Regions from separate parts of the Mus musculus genome. Here regions 2 and 3 are each linked to region 1. A link is a contact called in public Micro-C and promoter capture Hi-C data. All regions are on one chromosome and are shown on one strand. The core of a region is the stretch at or near the end of the contact, and the rest is flanking DNA. Distances in the headings are between cores, read along the strand shown. Region 1 holds the start of Mapk8ip3 (mitogen-activated protein kinase 8 interacting protein 3). Region 2 holds the start of Nhlrc4 (NHL repeat containing 4). Region 3 holds the start of 1700022N22Rik (RIKEN cDNA 1700022N22 gene).

Region 1 (4,559 bases), core at 1,053-3,552:
GAATTTAGAACGTACTCTGGTCTAGTCTACAACATAAGCTCCAGGACAGCCAAAGCTATATAGACCCTGTCTCAGGAAAAGAACTTATGGGGTTAAAATTGCTGAGACCTAAAACAAAATACTCAGATAACCCCTAAACACAATCTTGTAACTGTAATCTGTTTACCAGGGGACTGGAGAGATGGCTCGGTGCTTAAGAGCACTTGCTATGCTAGCAGAGGACCTACGTTCAGTTCTCAGGACCCACATGGTGACTCACAACTGTAATTCCAGCTTTGGGAGATCCAATGATTCTGGCCTCTATGGGCACTAGGCATCCATGTGATTGATATATACATAGGCATCCATGTGATATATACATAGGCAGGCAAAACACTCATACCATACAAAGTTAATAACTCTAAAAAAATCTTAAAGAATTAATCATTTTATCAGTTTGTTCTGGCTCCTCATTTGGGCAATTAAAAACTAACTCCGGTGGGACTGGACCTGTGGGGAGACCACTGGCTGCTCTACCAGAGGATCTAGATGCTATTTCCAGAGCCCACGTGACACTCAAAACCCCTAGTTAACTCCAGCTCCAGAGCGTCCAGCACCCTCCTCTGGTTTCTGTGGGCACAGGGCACATACAAGTGAAACACCATCTACAGTAAATACTAATAACTGGCTCGGGTAGCAGTCACTGCAAGTGCTACTGCAGTATGCCCCTTCTCGTCAGCCTGTTTTCCTAGTTGGTTGATAATATAATACGTAGGCTCAGTTTTGCAGGCTTGAAAAATTAAATCAGTATCAAAATTCAGGCAACCTGAAAATGTTGTGGGGTGTTCACCGTGGAAGAATGCTCTGACATAGTTTTAAGCCAATAGGAAAGTCTTTATTAGCTGGCTGGTGAGTACACTGGGTGTTTAGGATCTCAAACAAGAAAGGCCTTGAGCCTTTCTCAGGATGAGCTTTTAAGGGCAAAGCCATGTTCTGGGTTGGCATGCTTCAGTTAACAAGAACAGTTAGTCAGAGGCAGAACTACAGAAGCCAAAAAGCAAAGTTAGGAATTTAGAGACTTTCTCAGAACTATCCACACTGAGGGATTGGGTCTGTTTTCATTCTTTTGGCAGGTGGTGCTATCTACATGCCGAGTTTTACAGCCTGAATTGGACTTCCATCATGGAGTGAGTTGTGCTAAGGTCTGAGGCATGTTACAAAACAATCTCTTAGAGTAGGTATTTATCTATGTGTTTGGAAAGATGAGGGAAGTATAGCCCCAGGTAATGGTGTATACTGAATGGCAGAAGCCAGGCATACCAAGTTCCAGGTCAGCCAGTGCTACACAGTAAGACTTTGCATATGAAATTGTGAGGAATGTTTTAAGTGCTCTGGACTTCAGCTACAAGAAGGACTGTGTTGGTTAAGAGTAAGATCTGGTGGCTTGCAGTTGAGAGTACTTGCTCTTAGAGGGGAGGACCTCTGTTCAGTTCTGGCCATCCATATGGCTGCTCACAACTGACCTTCTTAACTCCAATTCAGATGCCCTCTTCTGGCCTTCACAGACACCAGGAATGTGTGTGATGCACAAGTCTACATACAACCAAACACATACACATAAAATAACAAGTAACTTTTTTTTTTAAGAGGATGTGAATCTGAGCTGCCTTGGAAGGCTTTGGGGACCGGGAAAACCACGTAAGCAAGAAAGTAGTTCAAGGGCAGGAAAGATGGCTCAGTGGTTAAGAGCACTGGTTGTTCCAGAAGACCTAGGTTCAATTCCCAGCAACCACATGTTGGGTCACAACCATCTACAATGGGTTCTGATGCCCTCTTCTGGTGTGTCTGAAGAGAGCAACGGTGAATACATTAAATAAATTTAAAAAAAAAAAAAAAGAAAGAGGAAAAAAAAGCAAGTAGTTCAAAGTCAGGTTCATGGTGTCCCCAGCAAATGAACACATATAGATCGACTCGCTTTATATTTCTGTCTCAAAAGTACCGCCACACATAAGGATTTTAGAACCTGGTGTCCTGTGCAAAATGAAGCACTGCATGGAACTAAGCAACCAGCAGAGCGGGAAACAACCAGAAACAGGGCAAGCGACACATGTCGCGTGAACGTTGAGGGTGGCCAGAGTATGTATGACAAAGGTCTGAAGACAAACAGGACAGAGATAGAGAAGCATCCAGGTCACTCCAATCAGACTGAGCTACGTCCTCAAGAGCCACCAGCAACGCAGCCGGAAACGTTCCTTTAGCGTCAAGGCGCTCGGGGCGGAACTGGATGGGGCTCCACCCCCGCAGCCAGGCGGGACTTCCGGCAAGGGAGTGACGGGCGCGGCCTGGGCGGCGGCACGTCCTAAGGTAGCGGCTGCCTGAGGTGACAGCGGCCCGTGGATTCGGGCCCCGGAACGAGCCGCGCTGGCGGCGGCGGCGGTAGCCGCGATGATGGAGATCCAGATGGACGAGGGAGGAGGAGTGGTGGTGTACCAAGACGACTACTGCTCGGGCTCGGTCATGTCGGAGCGTGTGTCGGGCCTGGCGGGCTCCATCTACCGCGAGTTCGAGCGCCTCATTCACTGCTATGACGAGGAGGTGGTCAAGGAGCTCATGCCGCTGGTGGTGAACGTGCTGGAGAACCTTGACTCGGTGCTGAGCGAGAACCAGGAGCACGAGGTGGAGCTGGAGCTCCTACGCGAGGACAACGAGCAGCTGCTCACGCAATACGAGCGCGAGAAGGCGCTGCGCAAACAGGCCGAGGAGGTGCGTGGGCCCCGGCCGCCGCGGAGAGGGACGGTGAGGGACGGTGTGGGTAGCGTGGAGCAGCCAGCTCGGCTCAGCCGGCAGTATGCTGCTGATGCTGATGCTGATGCCGATGCTGCTGGGAGTGCCACTTTCTCCATCCAATTGGGACCTAGAGCACAGCCTGTGCAGAGTCCGGGAGACATGGGCCCCCATTCCTGCTGTCCTCTGACCTTGGCTGCCGCCTGCTGGCTCTGGGTTTTATTCCTTCCCGTCTTTGGAGCAAGTTGCCCTAGAATCACAAAGCCCAGAATTCTACAATTCTAGAAATAAATGCTCTTCGGTTTATGATGGGAAGTGCCTTCTTATATGAGGTTAAATTCCATTTAAGTGAAGTTGACTTGACACAGTCTTAGAGACTACTATTGAAATTAAGAGTCGATCTTGATATTTTGGCTTCTTATTAAGTTAGTGGCCCTGCATCACAGCTAGGATAAAAGCTTTGCTTATCTTGAATCATTCATACTTTCCATGGTTTGCCTTTTGATTGTCAAGATTTTGCTGTGAATGCATGGGCACCACATAACTGGCTTAATCAAGTTCTCTACATATGGGGGGATTCAAAAGCCTCAAAGGATGTGAGGAGGGCTTGGGTGACCTCAGAAACAGGGAACTGGCTCCAGAAACTGTCTGGGCTAGATCAAGGTCACACACTGACCACAGACAAAAGGACAGGCCAAGTAACAGGGTAGACCTTGGCAACAGCTTAAGCCTTACCTTCTGGGTTCATATTGCTGCCTAGTGGGGCAGTACCCTAGAAGTCTGCAGTGTTTGGTCCTTCTAGACCTGCCCTGGAGTTGTCTTGTGCCTGATACCACTCTCCATAGCCCTGACTCTCTGGGGACTTTTGATACATTGGCAAAGGACTTGGGTATTATTTCTTCCCCTTGCCTCCATACTTACATAGTCAAGATCACTAATGTGGAGAAAAAGAAGAAAATGAAGGTGTACTGTGGTAAGGCAAAGTTACATCCTTGTAAAATGGTTTCTGCTTGAGTGTTGACACTGTCCCCCGGGGAGGATGCCTCTGCCTTCCAGCTTAATAACAAGCTGGACGGAGCAGTGAGTGTACGTGGGGCTTAGGTTGTGCAGAAGACCCAGCTCTTGAAAGGAAGCTGAGCAATGCAATGAGTAAATAGATGCCAAACTGGCCCGGTGGAAGCCGGGGTTAAATGCCCATTTATGCCCTTGGAGGGACCTCCAGTGAGGGTAAAGCTGAAGGGGGACTAAACACTGTAAACAGCATCCTAGCTCCTGTGGAAAGACCTGCATGCTTATCTTCAGTTCTGTAAAAAGACTACAGTTTCCTTTTCTAAACAGGGATGGGTGATGAGATGGTGTAATAGCCCGGAGCGATGCATCACTGCATGCAGAGTTGTGCTGCAGAATTGCTGTCCCGGGCACTTTGCTTGTTTAAGCTTAGTCAGATATGGGTAATCTGAGCTGTCAGCAGCTTTCTGGGAAGACAGAATCCTAGGTTTTTAAAATTTTTAAACAGAGACAACATCGCAGCCCTTTCCTTCTTTCCTGATACCAGTATGTTTTGATACCAGGTGGTTCCCTCTCTGGGACTCAGAACCTGAGAGGAGGGGCTCAGCTGTAGTGTTGACAGAAGAAACCAGCCTGGCTATCCTGCCCCCGGGGACCACACACCTTACCCAGCCTCTCCCTCTTTCTCTCAGACCTTCAGTTGTAGCTGTTTTATAAAATGAGTGAGTTACCAAAAGTAGTGAATCAGGTTCACTACAAGTATCACTGTTGACCACTGGTTACCTAGA
Region 2 (4,563 bases), core at 5-2,504, 1.0 Mb before region 1:
AGGGAAGAGTGGCAGAGAGGCCGACATAGCAGGATGACCTGGCCTGTTTCAGCTCACTGGGGATGGGCAAGGACCCTGCACGCGTCCTTGGGCCTGAATCCATCCAAGCAGTGTAATGCCAGCTTTGCCTGTGGTAGCCAAAGCCTCCTGCCTTCTATGGCTCCAGGCTGCTCACCCCGTGTGGCCTTCCTGGGCCCCCCGCCAGCCCCTGCAGCCACGATAGGCATCGGTGGCCTTCACAGCTCACTGCTTCCTTCCCAGTACAGCCCTGCTTGGCCTTCCACGGGCCAGGGTGGGAGACAGCCAGGGAGGGCTGCTGGGGCCCCCCAGCCATAGCAAATAACTTTTCTCCCTGGGGAGCTGGGCTGTAGCCCACCCAGGAATGCCCTGAAGTACAAGCTGCCCTCAGAGGAGGTACTGTTCTCACTGGGGCTGGACTGGCCAGGCTAGGGCCAGTCCGAACAGGACCTTCAGCTGCCCCATTAACCATATACCTGTGATAGCATCAGGAAGCCACCCCACTGTGAGGCATTACAGGTGGTGTTGGGGCTAGAGTTCTGGCTGGCCAGCCCAGGGTGCTGTGGGGCTTTAGGCCAAGGCTGACAAAAGCTAGCTGGGCACCATTGACCTGGAGGCTTCCTGGGGCACCGCTGAGGGCAGAGCCAGGGGTCCAAGGTACCTCAGGTCTTAAGTCTGAGGCACCGTCCTCTCAGCGCCCCCTGTACCTGCCACCCTGCTTTCTGATCCTGGGAAGCAGCAGCAGCACTAGACTCACAGGAAGAGGCAGGACCAGCTTGACTTCAGCTTCTTGGTGGAGCTGACAAGAGGGCGACCACGATGTGGTCCTGGGTTGGACAGTGTTGGCGCACGCCTTTAATCCCAGCACTTGGGAAGCAGAGGCAGGTGGATTTCTGAGTTTGAGGCCAGCCTGTCTACAGAATGAGTTCCAGGACAGCCAGGGCCACACAGAGAAACCCTGCCTCGAAAAACAAAACAAAACAAACAAACAAACAAAAATGATGTGGTCCTGACACAAATGTCCTACTTGGAGGGGTGGCCTATAGTTGTAGAGGACTGAGGTGCCTCCTGTCTTGCCCGATGGAGCTATGTCAAAGCAGTAGACCCAAGCCAGAGGGTGCAGGCCTGGAGACTGGGGACTCAGCCCAAACAGCTCAATTTGTCCCTGCAGGAAACTTGTCTGATGACTCCTCCCCTAGCCGTCCTCCCCATTCCCGCCCCTCCCCAAACACCCAGGCTGTCTCCAACAACAGAGGCCTGACCTAAAGCCCTGAGGCCAGTTAGCCCCAGGTAAGAAGTATCATATCCTGATCTCTGTGGAAGGGATGAGGAGCTGGTGGAGAGCCCTGGGAGGTTGGGGTTTAGATGTCTCCCTGGCTGAAGCAGAGGGGCTGTGTGTGTGTGTGTGTGTGTGTGTGTGTGTGTGTGTGTGGTGGTGGTGGTGGTGGTGGTGGTGGTGGTGGTGGTAGTGGTAGTGGTGATGGTAGTGGGGGACTAACAGGAGCTTAGGCCATTCAGTGAAGGAGTCATCCCAGGGCTGGGGAATGCAGCTTATCTGCCTCCTCCTTCCCTAGGCAGGACACAGCTCTGCATGCGATTTGAGCCTTAGAGGTAAACCTCCGCCCCTCTTGAGTGTGTGGTGTCTCTCAGACCCCTGCTGCAGACACCCAGACACCTGTGTGGTTGCTGCTCTTGGGAACCAGGTGAGCACTCAGATACAATGCAGCAGCCTTCCCCTTCCCCCTCCCCCTCCCCCACCCCCACTCCCCAGCTCTTCATCTACAACGGGAGGGTGCTAGTGCCCATGAGCCACCATCTGCATGCATGGATGTTCCAACTCTTTTGCAGCTGCAAAGAAGCCAAGGCCGCGACTGCTTGCTGCCCCTGGCCTCCCATCTATCCTGACACCTTGACCTCCTGGGCTGCCCCTACCCCAGCCACCTACCCCTGACATCTTGATCTCAGGCTGGACCAACTTAGAGATGCCAATTGCTCTCGGCAGCCTCGCCTGCTGGGACAAATCCTGGTGCCAGCAGGGGCTGCAGGGAGCCCCCGAGGCCTGCACTGCTCCCCAGATGGTCTGCTCTTCTTGACGGCTGGTGTTGCATCCTGTGTCCATGTGCTGGATCTTGAGGGACGCTCCATTTGTCAACTACCCTGCTGCATTCCTAGAACTGGAGCCTTTGTCCCAGAGGATGTGGCGGTGACAGCTGCAGGGCTTGTGGTGGTCAGTGACCTCATTCACGGGGCTGTGTATGCTCTCCAGTACACTTCCCGGGAACCCCAGGGCCGCTGGGTGACTGTAGGCACATTCCTGTCCCCCCGAGGGCTGGCTGTGGATGCTCTTGGACACTTCCTGGTGACAGACTACTTGCCTGGAACTGTTCACAGCTTCATGTTAGGACCAACCTGGGAGCCCCTTGCTCCAACCTCCATGCTAGGTCTGGAGGGCCCTTGTTGGGTAGGTCCAGGGCCTGATGGGGGCTTTGCTGTGAGTGAAGAGTTTGGGGATGTACAGCTGTTTGGCAGTGCCCACCAGCCTCTGGGCTCCCTAGGAACCCTGACTGGGCATAACTTTGGCCACCCAGCAGGTGTGTGCTCTGATGCAGAGGGTAGCATTATTGTGGCTGATGAGCAGAGGCACCAAGTGACTTTGTTTCCCCGGGTTGGGCCACCCATCTGTTTGCAGTTGGAGGGACTAAAGAGGCCCTTGGGTATGGCCTGTGCACCCCAGGGCCAACTAGTGGTGGCAGATGCAGGGGACAACTGCATCAAGTTGTACCAGTATCTGGGGGAGATGGCCTGAGGGGTAGGCTCTGGGGGAAATTGCCCCTTGCTAGGACTGGCCGGGCCTGAGTCCTTTGTACTATCATGGAAGGTTGGTAGGCTCCTTGGGGCCTGCTGAGCCGTCTTCCTGATACCTGGTCTTAGCTGGCTTTGTGATTTCCTCTTGGCAAGTGCCCCTGTCTACACAGAAACCATGAATCACCATTTCTTGATGAGGTTCTAAACTGGGCCATCTCCACTTCCCTATTAAGTATGCTCATAGGTTTTCATGCCCCTAAAACCCAAGGGCCACTCAGTCCCTGGCTCTGCTAGCTTGGGTCTCGGGAGGCCTGAGCTTTGAGGCAACACTTGAAGCTATAGATCCTGGGTGCTGAGGCTGTCTGCCAGCAGATAGCTAGGCAAGATCTCCTGCCAGGTGTCCAACCCCTACATCCTAATCAGAGGCAGGCAGGCAGGCAGGCAGGGAGGGTGTGGCTAGGCTGGGTTGGGCAGTTTAGGGGAAGGGTGTGGTCCCTTAGTGTTCCCCCCAGCTTCAAAAATATTCCCATTCTTGAGCCTCCAACAGCACTCTGGGCCCAACAGAGAGGTAAGGAGTAGGCAAATCAGAGGGGTAAGGCCAACATGTGTCCTGGTAGGGCACATAGCAAGGGCAGGTCCTCTACTGGACACTCCCTGTTTTGAAAGATACCTTCAGTTTTCCCTTCAATCCAGGTCCAAACCACTTTTGAGCACTTAGGTGGGGTGCTGGGACGGTTCTGGGTAGCACAGGTTCTTTCATACCCTTCCATTCAAGACAGGAAAACAGTAGCCTTTCCTCCCATGTTACAGATGAGATCTGGAAGGGGAGGGGTGTGTGTGTGTGTGTGTGTGTGTGTGTGTGTGTGTGTGTGTGTTTGAAGAGCTTACTCATTGAGAATCTGGTCTCACCCATGTTCTTCATGTGGGAAGAAGCAAGAAAAAGCTCCTTGCTTTTGCTCCTTTAGGGTGTGGGGTGGCACCCAGCCTGTCATCTGGACGTTGAGGTCAACACACATGTCACTCCTGCAGGCTAAATCAATATGCCCTGTTCATTATGTTGTGGGGGATTAATGGACAATGAAAGAAACTTTGCTTGTAAGTAGATGCTCAATAAACACTAGTTACTGCGTTGTTAGGGGTATTGCTTTCAGACTATGCGGCCCACACGGGTCTGCATGCACCCTACTCGCAATGGATAGAAACAGATGGAAGGGCCTGGGTTTAGGAGGCCAGGCGGTAAGAACAAAGCGGCTACCATGGTCCTCAAAGGCTGGATCCACCGGACCTTTCAGGATATTTACAGCGAGGGTAGCTTTGATGACAGGAGCCGCGCGCGCGGAACTCTCGGGCTCAGGCGATGGACAGCCCGGGCATGTTTGGGGACCGGACCGTCGCGCGACAACGCCGCGGAGCCGGCGGAAATGGTGCTGATGTCCCGCGGCGGGCCTGGGAGCCGCAAGCACGGTCGTCCTCCCGGGCCCGCCGAACGCAGTGCCCAACCCAGTTCCTTCCCTACCGCTCGGGGACGCGGCCCCGGGGACCAGCTGGTGAGCACTAGCGGGTGGCGGGGCCGGGAGAGGAAGAGGAGGAAATCCCGAGGTAGCGCAGGCCTCTTGGTCCTAAAGACTCTGAGATGGGAAACCTGAGGCCGGGATAGAGGGAGAGGCGGCCACCCACGCAGCTGACCTCCAGGCTCAGCGGCACCCGTTGTGGGTCTGGGCCTGCTCTCCGGAACTTGAG
Region 3 (4,385 bases), core at 43-2,542, 1.0 Mb before region 1:
TCAGGGCTCAGCCAACCTGGGATGATCCAGCTTTACCTGCTGTGTGATCATCTTACTTAGTGCAGTGATACATCATTGCACTAGTGATGACCCGTAGTGACCAGAGATACTGTCCTGGATCCAGCTTGGCCATTCTCCTGATCATGGGTATCACCTACTGATGAATGAGCAGTGACTTCACCACTGTCAGGGGGCTCAGGAAGACAGCCTCTGCTCCTCTCCTCTTGCCAAAATTTGGTGTCTTCCCCATTCAGGCATAGGTGTCCCCACAGCATCCTGAATTCAATGGCCAGTCTTTAGCTTTCTAGCTTCTGGAGCATGAATGATTTCCCAGAAACATTATCTGTAGTCTCTACTGAGCCAGACTCAGGTTTTCTGGGTCCGGGGGCAAATAGTACCCAATCTCTCACACAACATTCAGAGTGCCGGGTGTCCTTTTGCTATGTGCTATGTTTTTTTTTGTTTTTTGTTTTTGGTTTTTGGTTTTTGGTTGGTTTTTGGTTTGGTTTGTTTTGTTTTTTGAGACAGGGTTTCTCTGTATAGCCCTGGCTGTCCTGGAACTCACTTTGTAGACCAGACTGGCTTCGAACTCAGAAATCTGCCTGCCTCTGCCTCCCGAGTGCTGGGATTAAAGGCGTGGGCCACAACGCCCGGCTAGCAGCCTGATTCTTAGTTAGCTTTCAGTTGCAGAGGACAAGTGGCTGGAATTAAGTTAATTCGGGGGAGCCAAAGGGCTCTAATGGGAAATAGCTTGGGGGCTCTTGTGAACATAACTCAAAGGACTGCCTCAGATGCCAGTGTTTCTCTAGAAAAAGTGACGTGCCTATCTAGCACTCGAGTAAACACAGACCTCAGATGGAGTAACCTCGGAAGGAGCAGTGCCAGCACGGTTGCTGCTTCAGACCGTTGGGAAAGAAACCAGAAGTCGCTGGAAGAGGTAGAAAGCAGCCAAGGCAGCTAGGTTGGACTGTACCACCTACTGCCCCAACGCAGCAGACAACCGGTTCAGACCTTGTACAAAATCACGACCCAGACTCCCGACATCTCCCCTGGCGCAGTAACACTCGAACCCCGTGGACGCCTACCGGAGCCCAAAGCCCATCTTAAGGGGATCCTGGGAGCTGTAGTCCGTTCTCTTCCCGGATCCAGCGCGCCACATCAAACTAGCTTGGGAGTACCAACTGCATCCGTGAACTGAGCGTCTCCGGTCACGTTGGGAGGGCGAAATCTCAGGGAAAGAGTAGAGGGTAGGACCATTCATGGACTACAATTCCCGGCGTGCCTTGAGCCGCGTCGCTCTGCCCTGTGGGAGCCGTAGTCCCGGCTCCGGGTTCCCAGTGCCGCGTGCGCCCCTGACGCGCTGTAGCCTCGGGCCCCGGCTGGGCGCCACGCTACGGAAGCAGCGTAAGGCGTAGCGGGTAGGCCGGGCGGGACGGCGGGCGCTAGCTACGGAGGCGTTTGTAAGGTTGCCGGGCCGAGACGGATCTTCGCGGCCAAAACGCGCTAAGCCGGCGGAGCATCGCGGCTGGCGCGAAGGGGCCCTTGGTGCCCTCCGGTCGAAGTTGTGGGTCAACCGACTGAGGGCCGGCACTAGGGCCGCGCCCGCCTAGACCGATCGCGAGCGCTGAGGAGGCGCCGCCGGCTCGCTAAGGTGAGTTCCACGGTAGGCGGCCGGCCAGACGGCCTAGGACTCGTAGAGCTCGGCCTCAGGGCATCAGCCGGGATGCTCCATGTTTGTCCTGGGAGCAGTAGCCTGGCTTGTGGTGAGCGGGAAGGGGAGGGGGAAGCGCGCCGGAGGTGTGGGTCACTCGAGGCCAGCCTAGGAACCTCAGACGCAGGCGACCCTCGGTGCCTGCCTGTCCTTGAGTGCCCTCTTGTCCGGGGCTAAGCGTTGGCCCACTGTACGAAGGTATAGGTCGTGGGGGCACTGTCTGCAGAAACCTGCAGCTGCCTGGGGCGGCAGCAAGAGTAAAGCGTCCTGTGTGCCCCCTCATCCCACACTTCTGTTTTTGCGGGCCTGTCAGCAGGCCGAGAAAGTTACAGAGCAGCCCCTTGACAGCTGCGGGATTTTCTTTTTGTTTTCTGAAAAAGGGGCCCTTCCACGTCTGATTTGGGAACCCTGTTGTGTGGCCAGATGGTCCTTGCTAGGCTGGCTCTTAGGGTCCCTGAGTACAGATACTGAAACAGGACCGCGAAACACCTAGCCTCGAAAACAGGATAGATACCTCCTGAGTTTCAGGAGAACCTGAGAGCCTACCTGAGTGTTTGCTGCTGACCCTGCAGTTCAGCAATAAATCAGGAAGAACTGCTACTCAGTAAGAAACTGTGAGATTACCCCTCCAGTGGCAATTTCCCCTTTCCCAGTCTGGAGAACTGCAAGTCACAGATGTGGAGCTTGCCTCTTGAGTTTCTCCCTGCTTCCAGAGTCTAGCTGTCAGGGATGCGCTCAGGACCACAGTTCTGCAGTCTAGGGCAATTGTGTCTTGCTGAACAGTAGCTTGCCTCCATGGGGTAGTAGATTCTGTTTCCTTTGAGGTCCTTCTGCTCCACAGAGATGCACCCATTTCTTTTCTAACATCTAAGAATGTCTAGAGCTGTCTGACTGGTAGACAGGTCATTGACCTCCATGGAGGAAGACTTGAACCCTGCTGGATCCAAGGCTCAGAAACTGTACAACTTAACTGCAATGGAGTTATCAAAATCTCTGCTGGCCATAGTGTCTGAGAGTGGCCCTAACTCCATATCTATGTAGAAGCCTAGGTTAGTCCTCTGTGGGTAAAGGGTTCCATTGTGGCCCATCCTTGGATCCAGGCTTTGTCTACTCCCAAGCTTTCCTGGCCCCTGTTGTACATTGTCCAGGCCTTAAGGCAAAACTTGTAAGGCCCATTTTACAGATGTGGAAACTGAGGCTGTCCGTCATCCATTGACAGGAGAGGGATAGACAGAGTTCTAAGTCTCCAAACCACAAGCATTTTTTGGTCTCCTTCCACATTCTCACTGGTGGCTCTTGAGATGAGCCTTTTTGGTGACCTGAAAACCTTCAGTATACATGCTATTGATGAGCTGATAAGTTAAGAGCCTAAGAAAGTTAGAGTAGTCCTTTGTCCATCCCTGTGGTCTTTAGTATCAACACTGCCTTTCACTGCACTAGACAATTGCTGGGGCTGAAAAGGCCAAAATTAAACTTTTTAAAAATAATTTTTAAAATGATAAACGAAAAATGTTAAGCTCTTTGAAAAACACCAGATACGGAGAGACCCAGGATCACTGGTGACTTGTCTCTTTATTTTGTCATGATTTCTAAACTGTGTGGCCTGGGAGGCTGAATTTTGAGAAATACAGATATGGCCTTAAGACTCTGGCCTAAAGGACACTTCCTGTCCCCACCTCCACCCCTCCCTAGGCCTGGGGGCGGGGTGTGGATTGTTCTCCTACCTGGCTGTTTATCTCTTGACTACCCTGTCCTTCCAGTCCCCTCTGGTTCTATCACCTCACACAGTCTGAGCACCCTGAAGTGTTCTGTGCTCCTGCTTTCAGAAGCTCTAATTAGTCCCTAACTCCTCAGGCTGGATACACCTCTGCCATTTGGCCTTCACACATCCTCAGTTTGTCTCGGCTGTCTGGAGCCATTTGATTCCTAGACCTCCAATATCTTTCTAGCCTATCCCCAGGGCTCTGTTGGGGGCAGCCCAGCTCCTGGTGTCTCCCAGACTCAAGACGTGTGTGTTATTTCTTGGCAAGTCCTGGTAACCAACTCAGTTCACCCCCACACTGATCAGGTAGCCAGTAAGCATCCTCAATTGACTGCTGACCTCTGGTAGCCTTGAGTCGATTGACTTCTAAGGTTAAAGAGTTCTCCTAACCCAGAAAAGTAGCATGTGGTCTCTGTGGAAACAGGCACCTGGCTTGTTTCTCAGTCTGAGAAGTAAACTACCAGCTTATGACCCTTGCATAAGTGTCGCTGAGAGGAGGCAGAGGAGACTGGGTTGAGGCTTGGAGATCATGAGGCTTAGCCACATGATTGTCATTCTGTGGACCATGGCATGGCTGTGTGGAAACCTTGTGACCAGTGGACCAAAGAGTATCTTGGTGTGGACAGCATATTGCCTACCAGACTGGTCCTACTAGGCAGACAGTGGCCAGGGGTGGCATTATAGGAGGACAGTGTGGCAATGCAGGCGTGGTTAGTGTGGGTCTTAGGGTAAACCATCATAAGGTGTTGGGCAGTCCAACTGCTCTGTTCTACTCTTCTGCACAAGCTGTCTGTCATGTGGGAAACCAGTGATATAGCCATCACTGCGTAAGAACTCACTGGGCACCAGAGCAGGCTTGCTCCATTTCAGGAAAACAAGTGGGCACTTGCCCTGGCCTCAACCCTCTTGTAC

Evidence for each region. Promoter capture Hi-C pulls out the DNA fragments that hold promoters and counts their contacts. A called contact is a pair of places that touch in the nucleus more often than the background predicts.
Region 2: a contact with region 1 is called in a Micro-C map of embryonic stem cells, with 3 times the contacts expected there. The contact joins the promoter of Nhlrc4 here to the promoter of Mapk8ip3 in region 1. A contact is called at or near these places in 4 of 39 promoter capture datasets (the C10 cell line, liver and pre-B cells) and 1 of 484 Hi-C or Micro-C datasets (embryonic stem cells).
Region 3: a contact with region 1 is called in a promoter capture Hi-C map of liver, with 2.5 times the contacts expected there. The contact joins the promoter of 1700022N22Rik here to the promoter of Mapk8ip3 in region 1. A contact is called at or near these places in 2 of 39 promoter capture datasets (both in liver).

Annotation. Positions count from the first base shown.
Region 1 is chr17:24,934,720-24,939,278 of GRCm38.p6, reverse strand. Mapk8ip3 (mitogen-activated protein kinase 8 interacting protein 3) reads left to right here and starts at 2,302. Exons shown (of 33, transcript NM_001163449.1): 1 at 2,302-2,742. The coding sequence starts at 2,425.
Region 2 is chr17:25,941,622-25,946,184 of GRCm38.p6, reverse strand. Nhlrc4 (NHL repeat containing 4) reads left to right here and starts at 1,254. Exons shown (of 2, transcript NM_001039038.2): 1 at 1,254-1,308; 2 at 1,867-3,952. The coding sequence starts at 2,414. The coding sequence ends at 2,824. Pigq (phosphatidylinositol glycan anchor biosynthesis, class Q) reads left to right here and starts at 4,196. Exons shown (of 11, transcript NM_011822.4): 1 at 4,196-4,370.
Region 3 is chr17:25,982,737-25,987,121 of GRCm38.p6, reverse strand. It overlaps 1700022N22Rik (RIKEN cDNA 1700022N22 gene), which reads right to left and starts at 1,292. Exons shown (of 2, transcript NR_166913.2): 1 at 1,086-1,292. It overlaps Capn15 (calpain 15), which reads left to right and starts at 1,248. Exons shown (of 12, transcript NM_001347334.1): 1 at 1,248-1,651.